2 separate regions of the Gossypium arboreum genome follow, and region 2 is linked to region 1. The links are chromatin contacts, called in public Hi-C maps. All regions are on one chromosome and are shown on one strand. The core of a region is the stretch at or near the end of the contact, and the rest is flanking DNA. Distances in the headings are between cores, read along the strand shown.

What was found. A called contact is a pair of places that touch in the nucleus more often than the background predicts.
Region 2: a Hi-C map of leaf shows a contact between it and region 1, with 1.8 times the contacts expected there. The contact joins the promoter of LOC128293838 here to the promoter of LOC108489486 in region 1. A contact is called at or near these places in 3 of 5 Hi-C or Micro-C datasets (all in leaf).

Annotation. Positions count from the first base shown.
Region 1 is chr6:134,156,099-134,162,870 of ASM2569848v2, forward strand. It overlaps LOC108489486 (protein S-acyltransferase 24-like), which reads right to left and starts at 4,113. Exons shown (of 13, transcript XM_053029781.1): 1 at 3,225-4,113; 2 at 2,746-2,886; 3 at 1,949-2,061; 4 at 1,308-1,387; 5 at 1,044-1,207; 6 at 242-380; 7 at 37-136. The coding sequence starts at 3,521.
Region 2 is chr6:134,635,919-134,642,690 of ASM2569848v2, forward strand. LOC128293838 reads left to right here and starts at 2,979. Exons shown (of 4, transcript XM_053029389.1): 1 at 2,979-3,130; 2 at 3,217-3,339; 3 at 3,770-3,834; 4 at 3,924-4,133. The coding sequence starts at 3,064. The coding sequence ends at 4,133.

The DNA of each region.
Region 1 (6,772 bases), core at 2,863-5,362:
TTTTGAAATAAAATACATCCAGATCACAGAATATACCTGCTACACCTATAAAACATAACTAAACCAGTAGATGCCAGGATAACACCAAACCAAGCCATGAAGCTAAATCCAGCCGTCAACTTTGGCAGATTTGCATCTGCAACAGATGTCCAAACCCAAAAATAAATAGGTTATAGAGAGAGAGAGGTATTGTCTTGATGTAGGGCACAATTAACTTTCATGAAGAGATCAAAAGACATACCCATTATGACAGATTGAATATAGGTCGCTAATAGTAGCAAGATAATGCACCAAAGAAGTGGCGCAAGTCTTAATCTTGTAAATCGTCCAAGACGGCTGTTCCCATCACATCGTTTTTCAAGCAGCCTTCTAGCATTTCCCTGCAGAATCAGATGTAAGAAACATAAATAGGTGGGTATAATTCATCTGATTTCATAAGCACGTCATCTTAACAATCAAACAGACCAATAGCCAGGAGACAAATTAAGCACTTACAAAGTAATTCTACAGTCTTTACTGAAACAAATAAAAACACCAATCAAAAGCAATAACAATTGCATCCTAATATTTCCATGGTGAAGTCACAAAATTTTCAAATGCTACACCCATTTTGCACCTATACAAAGAAAGGTAAAAGGTTTGACTATCCAAGAACAAAAATATTAGTTACTAGAGAACTCCCAGCTTCATAAACCTTAAACGCAGCATAAAGGTAGTGAAAATGCTTTGAGTTTGCAACTGCATAAAGCATCAACCATTTCAAATTGTCCCCAGAAATATAAAGAATAAATAACACATTTTGGACATTTATCTAATGCTTATAAAGCATCTATTATTTGAATTTTTATCAAGAGTTCACAAGAAATATTTGTGGGGTAGAAGAAGCCAGAAATGTCATTCATTCAGCCAAGGCATTAATGAGTCATTGCTAACAAGAAAGAGCTTGAACAGTACAAGACTGAAAAACAAACATATAAATATCCAAACAATTCATGAAAGACTAATCATATTTCTTAACCAAGTTAAAATGTCATGGAACCTACAAGGAAAAAAGCAACTTGTCTGTTATTTTTTTCAGAAGCGAGCTGTTCAGGTGTAAGGCCACTATTATCAGTGACCGTCAAGTCCTCCATCTTGCCAGCCTGTACTAAGACTGTGCAAGCCTCAAGATTACCCCTGATAGCTGCCCAATGGAGAGGAGTGCAACCTGATGTAAAGATGAAACATAGTTAACAGAGCATCACACTACATTAACTGGATGAAATTCATTAGAAATGACATTTTAAAACCAAGAATCAGAAAATTACCCTCCTTGTCCTGACGCCCTCTATGTGCATCAAGAAATAAAAGAAGACGAATGCAATCGGCAAAACCTTTATAGGCAGCCCTAGAGTTGTCCATATTGAAAGGAAATTGGAATTAAAAATAACAGGCCTCAATTGTAAACTTCATCACACAATCAAGCAATTTGCAGGGAAAATCAAATAGAATAATCAGAATATGTAAGCAAACTTGTTAAATTAAAAAAAAAAAAAAAGATTAACTCAAAGAGAGATTTAACAGAAGGAATGGTGAACAAAAATCTAAACACTCTTTAAAATTTCCAGAATGAAAACAACTACTGTAAACATCATACTAGCAAGTTAAACTCTTTTATAATTAAACTAATACTAGGTATTCCAAAAATAAACTTACCAGCAAATGTTTCAAACAATAAATCATTAACATTAAGTACCAAAAAAAAGGTTCATCATTGATTACAAGGAAATTTGAAGTACCTAAGTAATCGAACATAGAAAACAATGTGATGCTAATGCTAGATAAGGGAAAAAAATCAACCCCCAATAAAATGCTGATATTTAGATAGCGAAATAAAGAGCAGCACCGTAGTGCCTTATCCTAGACCATCAAATGAATAAGAGAGATGTAAGAAGAACTCCTCATGTACCAGTGTAAAGGGCTTCGCCCATCGTTATCAGGAAGGTCAGGGTCAGCATTCCATTTCGAAACAACATGATAGAGAAAAGAAGTCTGACCATATTGGGCAGCAACATGTGTTATCTGCATCAAATTACAAAACTAAGCATGCATTCATTTGGAAGTACAATTAAAAGCAAGAAATATATCAATTTGGCTATTGTCATACAATTAAATTGTAAACCACGAATAGCATAAAGTTTTCAGTGTTAAATTAAGAAATAGAAACCAGCCTCATGTTCTAGACTTCTAGCAAATTTCTTTTTTAAAAAAGTGAAAAAAAAAAAAGTAACAACTGTACAAAATTGCACATAATGTTAGATGATACCTAAAGGATAAAATTACAGGGACAAGGACTAGGGAAAATTTAAGGGGACCTAGCATGTTAGCAACCCAGAGCAAACAAGAAAGCATGAAATGCTATGCTTATAGGCGTCCTTGACGTCCAAGACAAATCAGAATATAAGTGAGGGAATATTGATTCCAGCAAGTATATAAGGTTTAACTAAAATGCATAGCAAAAACATATCTTCTTTAAATTAAGCCTCAAAATATCAATATGATGTACTCGTTTTATTGAAACCACATAATGCTGAGTTCCCATGCAGATACAAACCAACTTCAGCAGAGAAGAATGTCTAAAACAGCTAGCTTTGTTTTAACAATAATTTACATTGCTTTCATTGTCCCAAATCCATGGGGAGCCATGCCAATTTCTTGAATGAGAAAGAATATAATACTGGGCACCGCATTGAAGAAAATGCTAACCTGGTAACCATAGATGTCAGCAGCATCAACACGAGCACCCTCTTGGAGTAAAACCTCAGCAACTTGTACTGCACCACGGACCGCACTCCAGTGCAAGGCTGTCTGTCCATTATGATCCACCGCATGCACATCTCCACCATGCTAGCATATCAAGACAACCCAAAATCTGCTCAATTAAACTGAATTTATCCAATGAAAACTTAAAGAGTGACATGACATAACTAAACATTAAAATTCAAACAACTTCAAAAGTCATTTCCATGACTCAAAAGCATGCATTCCCAAAAATGGAGTTCACTAAGCCCATTAAACCCCAATTCAATAAATGTTTAGAAAAAAAAAAACTCCATGAATTGGATACCAAATAAAAACAGCTCAATAAATCCCAAACTCAAAACATCAGAAACAAAACTCCCAACTCTGACAGGAAAGGCAATTCATTAAATCCATAAAAATAACCAAACAAAAATAAATAAAACCTCGATGATGTACTGAGCAGCTGCGGTTCTATTATTCAAAGCAGCCCACTGAAGGGCATAGTAACCAAGGCCATCAGGCTCGGAAAGAGAGCAACCCTCGGACTCAACCAACCTCTGAAGTTTCTCCAAATCCCCATAAGCAGCAGCGGTATAGACATCGTTCTTCAAGCTCTCATCATCGGCAACATCACCAACAACCCCATGATGCCCTCCCCCATATTCATTTCCATTCGCTACAACGCCACTCAATTGCTTCAAAGGTACAGCCTCCTCCACCACCTCGATCTCCGACGACATATCTCAAAGACCCAACAATCGAGAAAGACCAATGATTTTTTTTTTCCTTTTTAATGTTCTGGGGTTGACTTTGTTTTTCAATAATTCGGTTTCAAATAAAAATGTGGGGGGGGCAGCATTTAGGGTTTTTGGAGGGAAGAAGGAAGAGAGGAGCTGGGATTGGAGGGTGTTCCGCTTTGGCGTCCGTGCCGGGTTGACTGATGATGCCGAAGCCAAGGCACAGGACGAAGCCAAGGCCAATTTGCCTAAGCAATAACTCGTAGGAATTTTGAGAAGGTGTGTTGTCTTCCGGTTTCACAAAGAGAAATAAATCTAATTTGAAATATTTGCACAAAACCGACCAAATTATAAAATCAACAAATCACTTAAATAGATGTCACGAAATCATGTTTTAAACGATTAGAAGATTTACCAATTTAACAATAAGATGTGTGAGTTTCTCAACGATTCGCCTGACATATTTCGTAAGTTGATAAATTACAGAGAAAAGAGAAATAAGGGTGTAAGCATTTCATATGCTTAATAAGTTTACAATTATTAAAGCAACTTACCTCATTTTATGAATTTATACAATAAATTATTCAATTTGATGATCTTGTCTAAATTCAACATCCCTATACCAACAAGGTGAGTTTAACTTAACTAATTCATATAATAATTTAAAATTTTAGCATTTCAAATAATTTTAATACCAATCGCATGAAAATCAACAACTCAATATCATTCACAACATTCTAATCAACATTTCAATTCACAAATACAACTAAAAGTCTCAATGGTACTACATGTATCAATGTATTCAAGCTTCAATTAATCAATATAAAGGTTATATCATATCATTTCATTTTGTTGTCAACAGTACATCCAATTTCAATATAATGGCAGTTATTATTCCATTTTATTGTTCGAATTCTACATCAAATTCCTAGATTTATCACATTTCTATATTGGCCCTCCAGCTCGTATAGCTGATATTTATGAGCATTCAATATTATCGATATTCATATATACATCATTAATCAACTTTGTATTTGTAACACCCCAAATTTGATAAATTTGTTTCTGTGGGTTTTTAACATAATTGTGTATTTGATTCAATGGTTATGTGTTTTGGGTGTGTGTGTGAGGTCTCAAGTTTAAGCTATGTATCCGACAAATTTTGGGTTTTTCTTGAATTAAGCCTTAACCTCTAGTTAAAAGGCTTATATTAAATTATTTGTAATTTTATATTAGAATGGGTTTGTTGGTTTGGTGGCTAAGTGGAGTGTCTAGTGTGCTAGAGATCCTGAGTTCGATTCCCTACTTTGGCTTTATTTTTGAGTGGTTGTGGAGAGGAGTTTAAGTGGAGTTAGAATTGTGGGTAGTAGGGAGTTCATTAAGATATTCTTTTTGGCAAAAATTCGACACATTCTCTCATTTCTATAATTCTGACTTTTGATTCTTCTTTCTCCCTATCGAATTTCCATCTTGCCCACATCTATTCTCTTCAATTTCTTTCCTATTTTGGTTTTGTTCTGCTTCTATCTGGGTCAACGACCATTTTGCGTATTCGGTAAGTCTTGGTATTCAATTGATTTAGACTATTCTTTTGTATTTCGTTTAAAGAGGTTTCGGCTGGTTTGTAAGATCAACCGAGGGGAAAGAGGGTAAGTGATTGTTGATCAATTGATAAGTATCTCGATTGGGGGTCCTTTAGGCTATTAAATCGTGCTTCTTGGTCAATCCTAAGTTTCAGAGTGCTTGGGGACTGTATTCGCATCAAATGAAACCAGGTGTGTACCCGAAAACACAGAAAACGAGAATCAGTAAAAGTTAAAAAATGATTCTGTCGAAGCCACACGAGCATGTGGTAGCTCGTGCGGTAGGCCATATGGCAGTACACGGGCGTGTGATTGACGAACCAGGCCATGCGCATAAGACACGGCCATGTGATGGCCGGTGAGGCCATGTACAAGACACGGGCTCTACTAATTGGGCCGTATGGGCCTACACGGGTGAACTACACTGGCATGTAAAAATTTTGGGCCAGGCAGTGTGATCCACACGGCTAAGGCCAATTTAGGCCATGTGGGCCACACGAGTAGGCTACATGGGCGTGCGAGCCTATTTTTCTAGAAAACTCTGTAAGGTTGCACAGGTCGCCCAAATCGACTGTGAAATTTTGAAGGGTCGGTAAGCATTTCTTAGACCCCTAATTTTGTGATCTGATTATGTGATGTATAATTTAAGCATGTGATACTTAGCATGTAAATCTGAACTATTTGAGTAATCTGATAGATTGCATTTTAGCATGCCATTAATGCATGTTGCATTGCATCGGGGTTGAGTTGATGTTATATTGGAGAAAGTATTCTGAAAGGCTCTTAAGCCTGATATCTAGCAGCTTAGCTGTAATTATCTGATTATTTGTCGCATTTTGGTACAGCCTAGTGTGTAGAGATGGGTGGGTTGATTTTATCACCACATGGTGTGTAGGGTTGGACAGAGATAGTGTGTAGAGACTGGTGGGTAGGACTTTGATGATCCGTTTTGCATATGTATCTGAGTGGGCTAAGGCCCCGACTGGTTCTGTAATGGGCTCCAGTCCCAGACTATATTCTGATGTATATTGTATGCATGCTTTATCTGTGGGGATCATACACTGAGTTTGCGAAAACTCGCCCTTTTCTGTTTTATCTATTCAAGTAATCCTCAGCACTAGACGGATCGGAGCAGCGAAGGACTCAACGATGACCACACTGTTTTCCACTTAGACTATTTTCTATTTACATATGATTTAATTTATATTTGGGGAAAATTTAATGTAATGAAGGCCTTTACAGGTTTTTTTGCTTAATTTGGGATTTTGTAATATTTTATGGTTTTTATTGCTAGTAGTAGGAAAACTTGGGTTTTCAAAAGAATCGAAGGTTTTACGAAACTACCACACACCCGTAAATGGTTTTAAAAGCTTCCGTAAAGTATAACGTTTTGAAAATGGATAATGATTGAAAACAAATGACACGTTTTAGAAGATAGCATAAGATAATGAAAAATGGTGCATACGGAGAAATGGTCTTAACATCATTACGATTTCTAAAGCACAATCATGTGATAGCGTTAGATCTAACTGTAACGTCTAGGCCGATTTTGGGGTGTTACACTTAGTGGTATCAGAGTCAAGTTTAAAACTCAGTTGTGAATTTTGGGTTCCAAAATTGGTTTTTAAAGAAATCATTTCCAAATGTTTTCAAATATTCTAGGTAAGTGTG
Region 2 (6,772 bases), core at 1,729-4,228, 480 kb after region 1:
TCTCCCTTCCCTTTTTGGGTTCAATTTCGGCGACTGAAAGTGGAACTCCAACGACACGACCACGGGGCAATTCGGATAGGTTTTCATTTCTTCTTCTTTTTATTTTTCGTATATATAAAAATAAAAAAAAATTTAAAAAAAACTTAAAAGTAAAATAAAAAAAAATTACATTCTTTTCAACTTTTGAGTTCTTTTCAATTAATCGGTGTTCGTAAAGAAGTTACAAATAAAATGTTTAGGCTTTTATAGTCGGATTACACAACCTTTAGTCTCTATTTTTTTTGTCTGTTTCTATGTTGTATTGTCTTGCTTTTTTTTGCTGTTGTGTGTTGGTTTCTCTTTGCAGGTGGCCGAGAAGTCAGAGGCGTACGGCGGTGGTGGCGTGCGGCGGAGGGGGCGCCAACGTGGCATGCGGGTAAGGTTTTCTTAGAGCTGATCATGGGCTGGGCGGCCCAGTCTAGCCCGAAGGCCTCCCCTAAAAATGGGAGGGTTCGGGTAAAAATATAGGCCCGAAAAATGGGTTGAGGCAAAAAATGAGGCCCGTTTAAAAAACGGACCAGGCCTCGGGTAAGAGTTTTTTGGCCCGGGTTTGGCCCAGGCCCGGCCCGGCCCGAATTATATATTAGTATATTTTTTATTTTATTTTTAATCATTTTAAAATTTTAATATAACCATTTTTTTATTGTATTGTTTTAAGAATTGTTTTAGTATCATTTTTATTTGTTTTAATATTTGTTTTAATGTTTTTAAATATATTTGATTTATTATATTTTTAAAATTTTTATTTAATGAAATAAGCAAAAAAAAAAATAATATGGGTCGGGCCGGGCCAGGCTCGGGCTTAGCAATTTTATTTGGGGTCGGGCTTGGATAAATTTTTAGGCCCATATTTCGGGCCGGGCCTAGTAGATGGGCCTAAAATTTTGTCTGAGCCCGTCCCAGCTCGACCCATGATCACCTCTAGGTTTTCTGCCTTTTTTTTTGTCTCCTGAAAATAGTTAAGGTTGTGGGCTTGTTAGGTTGCTAGGGTTTTAATTTATCTTAGGCTTGTAATTTGGGTTTAGCTTTTGGTTTAAATTAGTTGTAAATGGACTGGGACTTTATTTGTTTGGTTTAAATTTGTTTTATTTTTATAGTTTGGGTCCGGGCCAAAATTGGCCTATTACAATAAATAAATAGAGTTTAACTGGAAAATTATTTCTTAAATTTAACTGAAATAGGAGTAATTACTTTTGGTGTTTTATGTAACATTTATATGAAAGAAAATGCAAAATTTTTAACACTTATTGCAAAATGTTATAAGATCGTTACCTAAACTGAAAGGCAAATTTTTTCTTTTAAATAATGATTTATTTTAATGTTTACATTGATAATTTAAGTAAATCATTTATAAATTAAATGAAACATTTATTTAAAAATCAAGGCTTTCTGCAACACTTATGTATCATTTTGCAGCATAACTACAAGTAAACATTAATAACTCAAATATGTCCAAACATTGAACAAGACATACTAATATTTACAAACATTATTTTAAATTCTAAACCCACAGAAAAGAAACAAAAGAAAAAAGAAGTCCGAAACATTTTATGTTTTTCCAAAATAATTAAAGAAGATAAGCAACATTGTAGTAAGTTCTAAGTATCGAAATTCTACTCATTTCCCATGTTTAGAAAATTTTAATTAAGTGCCAATGTTATCATTTCCTTCATTCCAATCATCCTATAAGTACATTTAAACAAGTAATTTCAATAATATATTTAATAAAATGTTACCAATAACAAAAAAATAATAATCCTTATGGCTATTTACCTCCACAAAATCAAATATTATCCCTTTTGAAAATAATTAAAATCATTATACAAGTCAAAATGAAAAGAAATGAAACAATACAATCATAATTCATTTTTCAAGTTCTAAACTAAATAAAATAATACTTGAAAAAAGTTATGCATAACTGAAAATGACGAAGCATGTCCATCTGATATTCCATCTGGGACAATACCAGTACCACCCGATATTCCATTTAGGTAAAACAATATTTGAAGAAAATTCAAATCAAAATACACCTCAACACATAATAGACACCACTAATACAAATTACACTTGGCATCTTAATAATTAATACATGTATCAATATATAGTTGAACTTTTGTGTCCATATTAATTAATAAATAATTAGGTCTATCAATTCTTATATAAAAACATTATATATGTTGTAAATGATGATATTAAAGGCAACGATTATGAGATATTAGACAACACAAAAAGTGAACGATTTTCTATATATTGGTTTTCAATATAGTTTTAAGCAATAATATAAATACAATATTGCTAGTCTGTTGCTTAATACAATAAAATGCAACATTTATAAATGGTTGCATAATATTTAATATAATGCAACACTTTTTATATCCGCGACCTATTAATACTTTAGCTGACAATATTTTTAAACATTATAAATTTAACTGTTACATAAAATTATTTTTATTATACTGTGAGCAACTAATATACCACATGGTCTATTATTATTATTATTATTTTAATATTTAATTTCTAGTATGGATTGTACCATGTGTATATATGAATAAGATTTATTTATTTATTTTGTTATTAATGCATGGTTTTAAAATAATAGTCTAAAACATGATTTCACAAAACCCTCAAGCTATCTCCCAAAAGTCTTGTTGTTTTTCATTCTTTAAGGCAATTTTCACAAATATGTTGGGTTTCATTTTGACATTTAAAAGTTCACCATAGTGGAGAGTATCCCATTATGTCCCCTATAGCAAAGGGTCTTAAAACAAGTCCAACTCATGGTCCATTATTGAATAATGGGGGTATATTGGGTGCCCTAATGATTGGTCTCTTTTTTTTTTTCTTTTTCCAATTTAAATTGCGAAAACTTCCATGTGGGTCCTAAAAGCCAAATAGCATATATTAAAGGGGGGTAACTTCCCATAGTAATCGATAATTCAAAAGGACTAACATCCAAGTTCTTGTACCGACAGTGAAAGAGAAACCAAATTCTGAAACACATAAATCCCATATATCTCTTCACAAATGAGGCCTTCCCACTTAGCAGTCTCCCTTATGGTCTTGTTCATCATTTACCTTTCTAGCGTTCAAGGTATGCCAAGAATTCCTCTTTACTGCATTGCCATTACATATTTATATATCATTAAATTCTGACATCTAATCTTGTTTCTTTTGTAGGGATTCGCTTGGAGAAAAGTTTCAAACCGGCCGGACATGATCCTATACAGGAAGGTGCTTTGATGAAAAGCAGTAATGGAGTTATGGGAGATATCCTTCTCTGCAAACAAGGGCATTGTACAGGTACCAAGAAGAGAAAATCACACCACTGGGTACCAAGCATTCATGAAGACTACTGTGGACCTAGGAAGCACAGGCCAAGGCACCATTAAAATTTCCTCCCTAGGATTAGTTTTTTACCATATTTTAACTACCAGGCTTACTAGTTGTTTCATTATTCTTTAAAGCCCTCATAAGAACCGTTACCAAGGCCATGTAAGCTGACAAATTCCTTTTGTCCACCAAGAAGCTCGTCTAACCATATATGAATAATAACTTCCCTTTCACTGGACCATATTATAGCATTATGGGGGCATTTAATTTGTGTAAGAATTCAAAGTTTTATGAATCAAAAACCAATGACAAAGTCCATGTTGTCTTGTAGTGCAACAAATCCAACACATATACATCTCAATCTAAAGCAGATTCATTTTTTTAACATTCTTTTTTGCAGGAAAGGGTAGGAAACTTTTTACTGCAACTACTGCTATAACTCCTACATCTTCCACCATTTCAAAGGTTGGTTTTGAGTTAATAGTTTAACATGTACATTCCCATAGCTACGGTTTAGATCTTCCCTTCCCTTTACATGTGACTTATGTAAACAGAAAGAAGAGAAGGGAGAAAACGAAGTTATACCAATTTCAACACTCAAACCAGCCGTCGAGGAAGAAAATGGTGGGAAGCAAGAGAAATTCCTTCTTGGTTCACCGACAACTTCCCAACACCCGGACGTCTATCACCACTATGTCAACATTATGGACATTGTTGAAATGGACTATTCTCCAGCTAGGAGAAAACCTCCAATTCACAACTAAGAGTGGGGGGATTAAAAAAGAAATCCAACATAAAAAGAAGCAAAAGTTTTTCAGGAGAAGGAAATTTAGGGACAGTCTTACAGGAATGCTGCAGGTTTTTTGGGGTTATGAATGAACTTAAATTTTCACATAATAGTGTTATTAGTTTTATTTTTTCTTATATACTTGTTAGACCATCAGTTTTTTTTTGGAAGCTACAATATAGGGAAAAGGAAGAGAGATGAGTATTATACGGGACCAAGTGTTAGATTAAACCATCACTTTGGATGATGGAGCAATGATGCATTACATTTTGAGGCCCTTTAGTTTTTAAAAAAAAAAAATTATAATAGGAGACTCAAATTCAAATTACACTTGTGATGTTTATCACCTTAACTATTATGTTAATATACGAGATTCTGATTCTTTAAATTTTGTAACTTAGAATCAATTTTTTTAATAAATTTAATTGTTAGTATAAAATATATAACCCGAATTGATAGATGAAAAAATGTAATTTATTTGAAAATACAACTATTTTTTATAGAAATTAATTAATCAACCGTCGTATGCTTAGTGGATATGATTTTTTATTGGCATTTCAAAAGTGAGGATTTACATTCTATTGTTACGTTTCCACTTCAATTTGAAATATGTATAGAAAAGTTTATAAAAATAAATATATCTCAAAGACATGCATTGGTTGGATAAAGATGAAAATTAATTGAAATGCGGACAGAATTGAATAAAATTGTACAAAAAAAAGGTGAAAAGTGCAGAATGGGTGAAGTAAGTTGGTATTAAAGGAAGTAGGTATGGACCTATATCAGACATTGAACATTGTATCTTATAATGTTAGTTGGCCACCATAGATTTTGGGCTAGATCCACCATGTTTTACTTATTGATTGCAGGTGAGGACTCACATGTCATCTGCCGGGTCACCTTTGCTGTGGTGTGGCCACAAGTGCCAAGATTTCATGGACCATGCAATTCAACAAATGCTCCTACCTACGTATGGTCTCTCTGTGGGTGTTTGTTGGGGATGGGGACAATGTTTTTGGTTCATTGCAACCTGAAAGTTGGATATTTGATAGATAACTGCATAGCAGTCTCTGGTCCCAATGGAAAATTGCACACAAAAAAAATCCTTCATTTGCTGCTAACTGCTTTGAACTCCTTATATGCTTCTAATTGAGGGCTGGAAATAGCTTATTTTACGATTAATGTTAAAAGCCAAAATGTTATGTGTTATACTAGGACTGTCTGTAATAAGACTTCAGTATGTGTAAGACTCGTTGTGGAACCCCTTGGTAGAATCATTCGGTTAATGGTTTGACAAGTAGGCTCACTCATTAGTTGCCATAGCAAGGGACTGCTGCATCAGGTGGGACCGTGTAGGACACTATGGCGCTAACCTACTTGCACCTGCAACATTAGTTCGGCTACTGATATTTGACCCACCAATATGACTCGTCATGTGGTATTACAGGACAAGAACTTATCTATCTATATAAGGGCGAGGAAAGGGACCAAGGATATGACATCAAATCTCTCATTCCTTTTGTCATCTCCCCATTCAACCATAATTTTTTACTGCTCTCTACCCTACAGAGGTGAATCGACTTTACTCCACTACCATCTCTTCCATATTGATCTTTAGTATCAATGTTTAACTAAATGGAGATTCTTCTTCACAATGCTAAATAAAGATTTAATAGTTTTTAAGAATCAAATGATGGGGTCAACAAGTCAAAGAGAGTATTGTTTGATTAGTTTTGGAATTGTCCAAGGAAAAAGATTGTATAGAGGGAATGCACAGACGTTGAAGTTTAGTTAGAACATATAAAACTGGATTTGGATTTTGGATTCAACCAAACTCTCCACATACCCATAATTGAACGTGGCATATTTGCTTTTAATTAAAACCAAGTACTTCTCTATAATTAATCCATATGTGAAACCAGTTTCCTGCTTGCATCTGCCTTTTCAGTGACCTTCTTTTCCATCCATTTCTCCATCAAACAAGCTCGTCGGAAACTTGACGTTTCTTCATCTTCCTCTTCTACTACTCTGCTTCCGTTGCATTTCCTGCTAGCTTTGCTTTGTTTCTTTTACATTGTTTCCCACTAGACTGGTGTCACCACCATCGATGGAACAGTAGATTTTATCAAGCGGAGTAGATGAAAAAGATGGGTTATCTCTCTCCTGCCTGTACACTGTTTTCTCCAGTCTGTATATGGCTTCTCTTTTATCGGTGAATAAGGGTTCAGAAGCAGCGAAAATAATAACAGAAGAAGAAACAGAAGATTTTCGCTGCAAAGAAATGAGATCACTGTTTCAAATTTTCTTTGAATTGTTGGAAATGAACGAATGAAATATGAAACAAAACAGAGAAATTGATGGGGTTCTTTTTTCTTGAAGATAAAGATGAAGGGGGGACAGGAGCTGGGTGCTTATATACAGGGTGTTTTACATCTTACTACGATGGAAAGTAATGCCAGATTGTTAAGTCTCAGGGAAGGTAAAAAAAAAAAAAAACCCTTAATTTCTTCCAAAAATAGAGTCACATTTGAAGATACATATAAATTATTGCTCTATTGTTATTCAATTTTGCTTCCTGCAACATCCACCACAAACCTATATCGAACATCTTTTTTT